Regions from separate parts of the Rattus norvegicus genome. Here region 2 is linked to region 1. Evidence: chromatin contacts called from public Hi-C data. All regions are on one chromosome and are shown on one strand. Each heading gives the region's core, a stretch centred on a gene start, on an enhancer-like site or on the middle of the called end of the contact. The rest is flanking DNA. Distances are from core to core; before and after follow the strand shown. Region 1 holds the start of Crygs (crystallin, gamma S). Region 2 overlaps Dgkg (diacylglycerol kinase, gamma).

The links. Hi-C and Micro-C count contacts between places; a contact is called where the count stands out from the background.
Region 2: a contact with region 1 is called in a Hi-C map of kidney, with 5 times the contacts expected there. The contact joins the enhancer-like site here to the promoter of Crygs in region 1. A contact is called at or near these places in 12 of 12 Hi-C or Micro-C datasets (the A7r5 cell line, the Rat2 cell line, Schwann cells and 7 more).

The regions. Positions count from the first base shown.
Region 1 is chr11:91,708,856-91,713,855 of GRCr8, forward strand. It overlaps Crygs (crystallin, gamma S), which reads left to right and starts at 2,900. Exons shown (of 3, transcript NM_001109553.1): 1 at 2,900-2,971. The coding sequence starts at 2,951. Tbccd1 (TBCC domain containing 1) reads left to right here. Exons shown (of 9, transcript NM_001012016.1): 9 at 341-508. The coding sequence ends at 356.
Region 2 is chr11:91,981,074-91,986,073 of GRCr8, forward strand. It overlaps Dgkg (diacylglycerol kinase, gamma), which reads left to right. Exons shown (of 25, transcript NM_013126.2): 15 at 139-218; 16 at 1,229-1,303; 17 at 3,684-3,769. Among named protein-coding and RNA genes, the nearest start is that of Dgkg, 95 kb to the left of the region's middle. Within about 2 kb of position 1,913, at least 12 of the 93 cell types and tissues checked have an H3K27ac peak or open chromatin away from gene starts, as enhancers often do. A contact at or near this core is called in kidney, where this site is marked.

The DNA.
Region 1 (5,000 bases), core at 1,650-4,149:
CATACATACATACATACATACAAACATACAGGCAGAATATCCATGTACATAAAATAAAAAACTTAAAAATATGCACAATCTCATAATATACAGTTAACAAGTGTGGGACTGGGATTGGAAGCACAGGGATTGTTCAAAGAGACAGACACTAACATTCCCGTTGGTCTCTAGTCTACCAATTCCGAGTTCTGAGTAGTTTCTCCGTTAGCTAACACCAAAAAGGACTCTGAATTCTCGTGATCTACACAACCTAGGTGAGTTTATAAGTGAAAGGAGTTTTCTATTTTGCATAGAGCATGAACATTAATTTACCTACATTACATTTTCTTCTCCTCTGCAGGGCTCTGGAGACGTGAGGAGGAACGGAGAATGGTGTCTGCTCAAGCCTGTTGGAAAGGCATCCTTGCTACCCACGAGACCTCAAGCTTCTCTCTCTCCAAGAGCTTCTGCTGGTTCCTTTCTGTACTCACTTCTGACTTTCATAAAAGCACCTTACTGTGGAAGGTCAGAAGGTCACGTGTTGTGCGGAAATGGAACAGTGGGCAGGGCAGCTCTGTGTGTACGTTAGTGTCTCGGTGACCAAGTGCAGACTCACAACCGACTTCATATTTTAGCTTGTACGATGAAAGGGGTTTGTCCTAGCTAAAAACGCTAGCCAGGTGTGGTGGTACACGCCTGTAATCCCGGGGCTCAGCAGGAGAGGCAGGCAGATCTCTTTGAGTTCCAGGCTAGCCTGGTCTACATGGTGAGGACCTTGTGTCTCAAACACACACACATACACACATGCACACACACATGCACACGCACAAGAAAGGAAGGAAAAGAAATGAAAAAATTGTTACATGGTTCTTTGAAGCTAATTAGAAGGAAATCGCTACTCTCTTTTTTAAAAAGAGTGACAGAATGGTCTGTTGGCATATAACTATAGCACAGGTAGTTTTATAAAATAGTATTTTAGGCCTTAAAGTATAAAACACAGGAAATTGTATAATTTTTTTTTACTTTCTGCTTCAAATTTCAATAAACTCTAAAAAGTAATTTTTCTCCTTTTGTTAAAAAGATGTTTTACTTTTAACTTTAATGAAAGGTGTCTGTTGTTATTCTGTTACTGTGCCAGACTTGGTTTATATGGCTGTGAAGCCCTGTCCTTTAAGACAGCGAGAGAGATGAGCCAGTCACTCTCGCAGGTCATTTAACTACTAGTTATCCTCACAGCGCAGCACTCTTAGTTCTCAAGTAAAATAAACTCTCTTCCTGCTTGTTAAGCCTTCGAAGCTTTGGTAGTTTTTACTTTAGCATGAAATTGGAATAAACAAAGTATGAAGAACCAGAGGGGATGGCATGACAGGATTTAAAGTGCATACAATTGAGGAAGCAAATGCATTCCGTGGTTTATTTGCTTCTTGGTAATCTACATGTCAAAGCACATTTTAAAAGATTTATTTTTATTATTAAGTACATATGTGTATATATGTGAGTATGTGCCTGCATGTGAGCGTGTGTGTGTGTGTGTGTGTGTGTGTGTGTGTGTGTGTGTGTGTCCACTGGTGGATGCTAAAGGAGGCCGAATGAGTCAGGTCTCCAGGAGCTGGGACTGGAGCTGGGAGCTACTCTGGGCGGGGCTGCTGTTAGACTGACGTCCAATCCTCTACAAAAGCAGGAAGCGCTGCTAACTGCTGAGCCCCTCCAGCCCCTAGAGTTGCCCTTCCTAAGCGGAACACTCTTGTGTACTACATTCGTAAAGATACCCGTTGGAGATTTGTTAGTGGAAAGGTGAAGTTGGACTTCGAAGAAGACTGAGCTTGGCTGGGAAAGTTTAAAAGGGGGAAGAGCTGACATGGTGTTTCTCTGAGTTTATTGTACAAAGTCTTCATCTTATTCCCAAAGTTAGAGATGAAACTTTTGCTTGAGAAGATCCCAGTGTGACAGGCAGAGAGCGTCTGGCTCAGAAAGTTCTGGAGTCTCAAGGCAGCTTTCTGCCCCTGTGTACATGGCACTGTGTGAGTCTCCCTAATTGAAAGACATTTGCAATGATAAGTGAGTTGACCTTGGTGAGGCAAACTCGTGATTCCTGAAGCAGGACGATTGCCATGAACTTGAAGGTAGCCTCAGCTGCACAGTGGGTTCCAGGCCAGCAGTGATACATAACATAGTAAGACTCTTAAGAAAAGAAGAAAGGAGGGAGGGAGGGGGAGGGGAGGGAGAGGGGAGGGAAGGAGGAAGGAAAGGTTAGGCCGTTGAACCCTATGTGCTGTGAGTAGAGTGCCCAGGTGTTACATTTGCCACACTCAGTCTTCTCCTTCAAAGCTTGAGAGGAAGTTGGTGACATTATCTTATTCCTAAACATATCAGCATGCATTTGCCGAAAGCAGACATCTTTCCTAGTTTTATGGCAGTAATCAAATTGGAGCCAAACACTGATACACCTAACATAATCCACATTTAAAACATTTAAATGTTTTGGGGGACTCCCAACCCCCCGCCAAAGGTGAGCCTTCTTGACTCTTAGTTCTTAGTGAATTTGCTTACCCAGAAGTAGAGGGTGGTCTTTGGCTTCTTCTGAAGGCTCTCTGTTGAAGGATAAAAAGACGTTAGGAATGTCCAAGAGGTCGTTGGCTGAGGAAAACAAACTGCACAGAGAAAGACCTGTTTTTGAACCTTTAAAACTTTTGGCTGGGTTTTTGGTGCCTTGATTCAGCAAAGTGTACAATGCAGCAGGGCTGGGTGAGCACTAAAGGGACCACGGCGCTCTCCTTTATTTCATAATCCCAATTGTTTTTCTAGCAACCATCAATAGACTCTAAATGACTGACTCAAATTTTGGATCCAATTCTCATGACTAAGCAGATGTTTGACTTGAAGCCACTCCATATAAATGTCCCCGTGCCTGTAACCCCAGAGCTGCCCTGAATCTCTCTCAGTAGTGCGGGAGTCAACCTCTGCACTTACAATGTCTAAAACCGGAGCCAAGGTAAGCAACTGCCACAGAGACCTTTTAGCTAACCTGCTTCTCATCCAGTGGCTCGCTCATAGCACAGCTTTCGCTTCCTTGCCCTGAGGTGAGTAAGCTAACGCTTGAGGGCCAGGGCCGGGGAGAGAAGATGGAGAAGAGCTTGTTTCTAGTCTAACAGAATCATCTAACACCGCGTTAAAGATTTACCATTAGCGATGGGTGCTGCACTAGGCCCTATGTGAACCGTCACGATGGCTGCCGTCCAGCAACGGGGGATGTAACTCTCTTCAGGAATAGCGAAGACTGCAGTAGAAAGCATCAGTAGTCAGCATTCTGTTGTCCGTAACTTAGCCTCACGCGTTACCGGTCCAAAAGGCCGGTCCAGTGAACTAAATCTTAAAATACTTCATTCAAGTGGTTCTTGTGTCCAGGCAGAATCTTTACCAACATTCGACCCAACAGTTTGATGGCTCAGGTGGTTTGCTTCTGTAGTCATCAATGACTCTGAAGGGCAGAGTCATTGCACTGCCTGATCTCCACGCAGGGCCCCTCCAACTCTTCGCTTTGAAAACATTTAGACTTGCTAACCTTGGAAGACTTAAGAAAATGCTCAGTGAATCCAGTTGTTAATGTTCGGCTCTATTTGATGTCTATTGTACCATTGGAAAAGTAGCTGACTTCATTGCATGGATGACGGACATCTAAATGTGTTTTTCTGAAAGACAGTTTTTCCCTCCTTGAAAAAATAGGTCCCCGACATTCAAATCATACTTCGTCTCTCCAGTTGACCCCATAAACATGTGTGACAGAGTATGTTACGGTCACGTGGCACGTGCAGTTAGGTGATTGTCTTTGCTCCCCGTCTTCCCCTCCTTGAGCCCAGACAGCAGCATCTTTGGCTTTTGTTGTTACTGAGACATGAACGCTTTTCAAGGCTCAAGCCATGCGTGCTGTGGTAACTCCCATCTAGATTGTCTTATGGTTTCCTCATTTAGACTGAGACTAGCAAGAAGTTATGTAAGCGACAGTGTATGCTCTCCAGTCACGGTGTCCAGAGGTGGCTGTTAACCTAAGGTTCTGTGGTTGACGAGTGCCTGAGTGCTTTTTCCTCAGTTGACAGACAGAGCAAACATGCACCCAGACAGATGTCCAGTGTTGTAATCACTTAGGTCCCACGGAGAAGTCTGCAGAGACACAGACATCATGTAAATAAACTCGTTCTTTCTCCTTGTTCTTCCTTTCTTGTCACCGGATTAATCCGAGGCACTGGGGGCTCTGCAAAAGCAACAGGGTTTGTTAAGTATGTTTTCATTAACCACTGGGAAAAATCGAGATATTTTTCTTTCTGCTTGGTAGGCTATTTTTGAAAAATAAATGTGACAGGAATTTCGTAGTAATTTCTAGGAAAACAACACTTTTTTTTCTCTTCTAAGTTTTATGTGAGAGGACCACAGCCTATCCATTGGCTACAGAATGGGCAGCTTTCACATTTCCTTCATAAGTAGGAATTGTGCATAGACGGGGCAGTGTCTTCAGACACTCCAGAAGAGGGCACTGGATCCCCTTTCAAGAGGTTGTGAGCCAACATGTAGTTACTGGGATTTGAACTCAGGACCTCTGGAAGAGCAGCCAGTGCTCTTAACTGCTGAGCCATGTCCAGCCCGATCACAGATATCTTATATATCTTTTCTTTTCCTTACAATTCACAACAGTAGCAGAATTACAGTTACGAAGTAGCAACAAGAATTTCATGGTTGAAGGTCACCACAACATGAGGAACTGTATTAAATGTTCAGAGCATTAGGAAGGTTGACAACCAGTATCTTCTCCACATGGAATTCTTCCCCACCCAGAAATATGACTCTCCCTTCCCAACATCCATTTAAGTGCCCGTAGCTCCTCCAGCCTGGCAAAACCCCCTTCTTATTGACAACTTCAAGTCAAGTGTTAAACTGTACACTTGACTGCCATTTTACCCTCAGCCTGCCCTCTGTAGAAAGACACTTTTACCTTGCTTTACAGATTAGGAAGGCTCCATGATCCTCTG
Region 2 (5,000 bases), core at 663-3,162, 270 kb after region 1:
AAGCTCAGTAAGCAGCCCCTTCCTCTGCTCCATGCCTGGGCCTGCTCTCCCTCCACCTTCCAAAGCTGTCTCAACACCTGCTTTCATCTCCTACCACGACTGAATGAAGCTAACTTCTCTTCCTTCTCATTTTTTAAGTATAAGATCATCCCAAGTCCGGGGACGCATCCCCTGCTGGTCCTGGTGAACCCCAAGAGTGGAGGAAGACAAGGAGAAAGGTAAGTCCTCTCTACTTTCAAAACAGGCTAAACCAACCTGACCAAGCCCCTTCCTCCCCTCAGCCCCAACATAGTAACCTGTACAGTTAAAAAACCTGGGCCTGTGGTCAGTTCATCATCTGGCCCAGGTGAGTTAATAACCGTGCCTCAGTCACCACCCCCATGACGTAGATAGCAGTGAAATCACCTCTCACACGTTACTTTAAGGATTAGAACGGACCTAGTGCTTAACCTCGGACCTGCCACGTGAGCCTCTGTGAAGGCCGCCAGAGTCAAGTTCTGAGGGGCCTGTTCCTTCCTATCCCACAGCAGGACTTGGTTTTAAAGACTTGATGAGATTCAACTGCTTAGGACCACCTGGCCTAGCCCCGACCCCATCTTATCAGTGAAGCAAATGCAGGGTTTGGGGGAAGCTGGAGTAAGCACAATGGAGTGGGAGAAGAGATGGGGGCAGGCAGAACCACTCTGACTTCCAGGCCTGCTCAGTCTGGGAAATGAGCAGATGGTTTGGAGAGCAGGGATCAAGGCTTAGGTTGGACCCAAGCAAGAACTATGAGTCCTTACAGCAAGACACCCTCCTGGCCCAGCCTAATGGTCTCAAGGTAGAGCCTAGAAACCAAGGCCCTCGGCTTCCTAGCCTCTCCTTCTCCTCATGTACTCTTATGAGGATGCTGGCCCTCTGCCTAGGAGCCTTCAGCACCCCTGGATAGTCTACAACACATAGAATACCCAGAGGTCTCTAACACGGAGGAAGCTTTAGGACAGCAGTCCTGTTCTCTGTCATAGCGATTAGCAGTCCATAGGGTGGGGCTGGAGTCAGATGGAGGGGCAGCTTTGGGCCAGAGGGAAGGATGTGTGGATGCTAGGTGTACTGGGATATCGGGGTCTGCATGTACCATGTCCCGTCTTGGGTTTAAGCACCTGGAGAACCTCACCACAGACGCCTGCCCTATGTGACTGATACCCTACCATTTCTCAACTCTATCGTTGTGGTTTTTTTTCCCCTGTAGAATTCTTCAGAAATTCCACTACCTGCTCAACCCCAAACAAGTTTTCAACCTGGACAAAGGGGGGCCTACGCCAGGGTATGGACCTCAGTCTTCACTCTGCCCTGCCTCGGTCTCTGAAGAAAACATCTTCCTTTGCCACCTTTGAAATCTCCTGGCTTTCTCTGCCTGCCATCTTTCTTTCCCACTCCTCACCTTGGCCCTGGTTCTTGTTTGGGAACTTGCCCCGTGTACCTTGTCACTGAAGGAGGTGTTGATGTCAGGGGGAAACTATGACCCAGTCATGGGACAGACAGGGAGGTCACACTGGCGACTTACTTTGACCTACTTGCAAGGCTCTTAGCTGATATCGTCATAGTGCTTTTTTTTTTTTTTTTTTTTTTTTTCGGAGCTGGGGACCGAATCCAGGACCTTGCGCTTCCTAGGTAAGCGCTCTACCACTGAGCTAAATCCCCAGCCCCCCGTCATAGTGCTTTTAATGCTGTCTCTCTGTGGATCAACACAGTCACTCCAAGTCTGTCACGTCTTCTGCCACAGGAGCATTTCCGTCATCGAAACTGTTCCCTGAGTTACCCAGTTTTGTGGAGGTTACACACCTCCCGACCCTTCTCCCACCTCCCTTCTCCCTAGCAAGCCGGGAAGAGCTGTTAGAGGGGAGGAGACAGGACCTAGGAGGATGGTCTGAAGGTCTGGTGGGTGGAGCTTGTCTTCAGCATCGGAAATTATTCCCTCAATGGCCTTGAAGGCATCTACCCAGTCGGAGGTGGTGCCCTAGCGCCACCTGCTGGCAGCTCTGCCAGCACCATCTTCCAGGTCTGGTCGGGGCTTTCACACCTCCTGACCTGCATTTCTACTCTAGAGTCACTGAGATTCCTCAGAGAGGGCTGGAGTAAGGTGTCTAAAAATGGAACCTGTCCCTGTCTTTCCGTTGTCTGGCACGGGGGTTATTTATAGAATCGGAAGCACAAGATCCAGTTAAAAGGAGAACGACAGACAGGTGCACATTCACCGATCTGTAAAATTCACTTCAGAAGTCGGGCCAGACTCCTGTAGTTGCCATGACAGCCAGGTGTGTGCCGGTTACTGCCCGATAGTGGTGTACCAGAACACCAAGTACCTTCTGGGCCCCGCTCTCCTTGGGGATTTCAGTAGCACAGCCTTCCCAGCCTTCCATTGGTTTCCGGTGAATGACAAGCTCGGAGCCTACTTCCAGAACTGAAGACCCCAGGGCATCTTCACTGTTCCTGTCCATCCAGCTGATGCGAGCCTCTGTTCAGAATGTACGGCCTGTGGAAGGGAGAGATAATGACTTGTCAATAGGCATCCGTGCTCAGAGCACCCCGGGGACTTCTCAGACGATCTGGCTGGGAAGAGAGATGTACAGGCCTTGGGATTCCTAAATGGCACTTCAAGGTGTCGACTGGTCGGTCACATTTTCTCCAAAGCAAGGGCTCTTGACTTTTTCTGCCAGGGACTCCTGTCACAATCGGGTAGAATATGAGCTCCATCTAAAATAATATTTTCCAAAGCGTAATAGGAGATAACGTCATTTCCAGTGGAGCTAATTATGTTGAGAGGTAGTTACCCAAGACTAAAGAGACAAATTTGCGGTATGTAAGTGAGTGTCTTCTGACAACCCGTTAAGCAACAGTACCCATAATCAGGTTAAATGATGACTGCAAACTGAAAACCACAAGCTACAGAAATGACAGCACGTGGCCTGCGGTACGGCTGTACTGAGGTGTCGCAATAGCTGTGGTGTTCACTGTGACAAAAAGTTGCAGGTGCAATCGAAGCCTCTGTGGTCTGTTATCCATACTCAGGTAGAGGTTTGAGAAGATATCAGGGTAACATTTTCTCTTCCAAGTTCACGAACCTCTGAATTATATCCACAGACCCCCTGGAAGGTCAGTGGACCCCAGGTCCTGCTCTACCAGATCCGTGCTTCCAAAGAAGAGGGGGTCTCCCTCCCCTCGGCAGGGGGCCCTCAGGGGACCCAAACAATTAAATGGATCTCTCTTAAAGAGGTGGTATTAAAGACAGCAGTCAGGAGAGCCTGAGGGGAGTCAAAATATTAGGGATGCTTTGTGTTGATGCCAAAATGTGAAAACTGGGAATTCACAAAAATGGTTTTCTGCATGCTGGTTGTTCGGTCAGACTCTTCTCCTGTTAGGAAGTGAGCACCCCACGTACACATAAGTACACCACTGATTTTCTCCATAGTTGGGAGCACCACATAGTCAATTCTGGTTCCAGAGGCTGTGACTCTTCCAACCCCCAGGGAGGACCGACTCAGAAGTAATGCGTGCTAAGGCTGTAATGTAGTTCATTCGTAGTTTGTTTAGTATCTGCGGGGAACCAGGGTTCAATCCCCAACACCACACACACTGCACACGTTATCAAGTATCAAGTGTTAGTCACCTAATAACAAGACCACTGTGGCCTTTCTTCTTCCCAGATTGAACTTCTTTCAGGATACCCCGGACTTCCGTGTTCTTGCCTGTGGCGGAGATGGGACAGTTGGCTGGATTTTGGATTGCATTGGTAAGGATGGCCAGGAAGGCCTTTACTCGTTATTTATAGTGAGTAGATTTAAAGTCAGCGGAAGGCAATGAACTAAAGAAGGAACAGAGTCATGCTTTCTCCATCTGGGGGCCCACCCTTGTTGGACTCTTGCTTGTTTAGGTCTCTGGGGTTGAAGAGTTTTCATTGTAGACTTGGTCTTTAAAAACATGTATGTCACAGGCACAGCTGGACCATAGCAGAACCAGATGTATTGGACTGGAGATCCAGGTGGAGCCAGGGTGATGTTAAGGAAAGGCCAAGAAGCTAAGCATGGCAGATCTGCTAGAGAGGAACGCCTGGAGCACAAGTCCAGAAAGCACATCTGGAAAGCGCAGATCAGTGCAAGCAGAGAGACACCATGCTGAGCTGTGTCCTGTGTGGAAAAGGCAAGGGAGTAGGCTGGAAGGCTGGGGGCCTTAGGTCTAGCCTAGCCCTGCCTGGATCCAGAAAGTGATATTTGGGGATGGGGTGTAGTTAAGATATAAGCCCTGCTGAACCAAGGTAAAGTCTGCAATATAGAACACAGAGGCAGGAAATCTGCCAGTGAAGGCACTGGGGTGGGCAGGCGTCAAAGAGGGACAGAATCAGAGCCATGAGTCCAGGGCTGCTTCAGACCATCTGTCAGCCATTACACAAATGCTGCCTTGAACCTCTGTGGGCCAAGCCCTTTTGGGGTTAACTGGAGATGCCAACAAGGAACGAAGAGGCAAAATTACTGCCCTAATGGAGCCTACCTTCTAGAGCCATGGTTCTCAACCTGTAGGTCATGATCCCTTTGGGGATCAAATGGCTCTTTTACAGGGTCGTCCAAGACCATCAGAAAACACAGATATTTACACCACGATTCATAACAGCAACAAGATTAGAGTTACGAAGTAGCAACAGAAATCACTTTGTGGCTGGGAGTCGCCACAACATGAGGAACTGTATAAAAAGGTCTTTTTCTGCATGTGGAAGGTTGAGGACCTCTGGTCTATAGGCAAGACTCGGGCAACAGAGAAAAGAGGGAAGTGGATAGACTATCAGAGTGAACGTGTAAGAAGGGGGGGCGAAGGAAGAGGCGGGGGTGAGCTAAGAGAAGTCAGGAAAGGCCTCACAGGGTGGGAAGGGATGCTATTTCTAAAACCTGGAGGGAAACCGAGCTTTGTGAATGCCCAAGAGTAGTCCAGATGAAAGAAAAGGCAAGGGCAAAGGCCCTAAGGTAGGAACG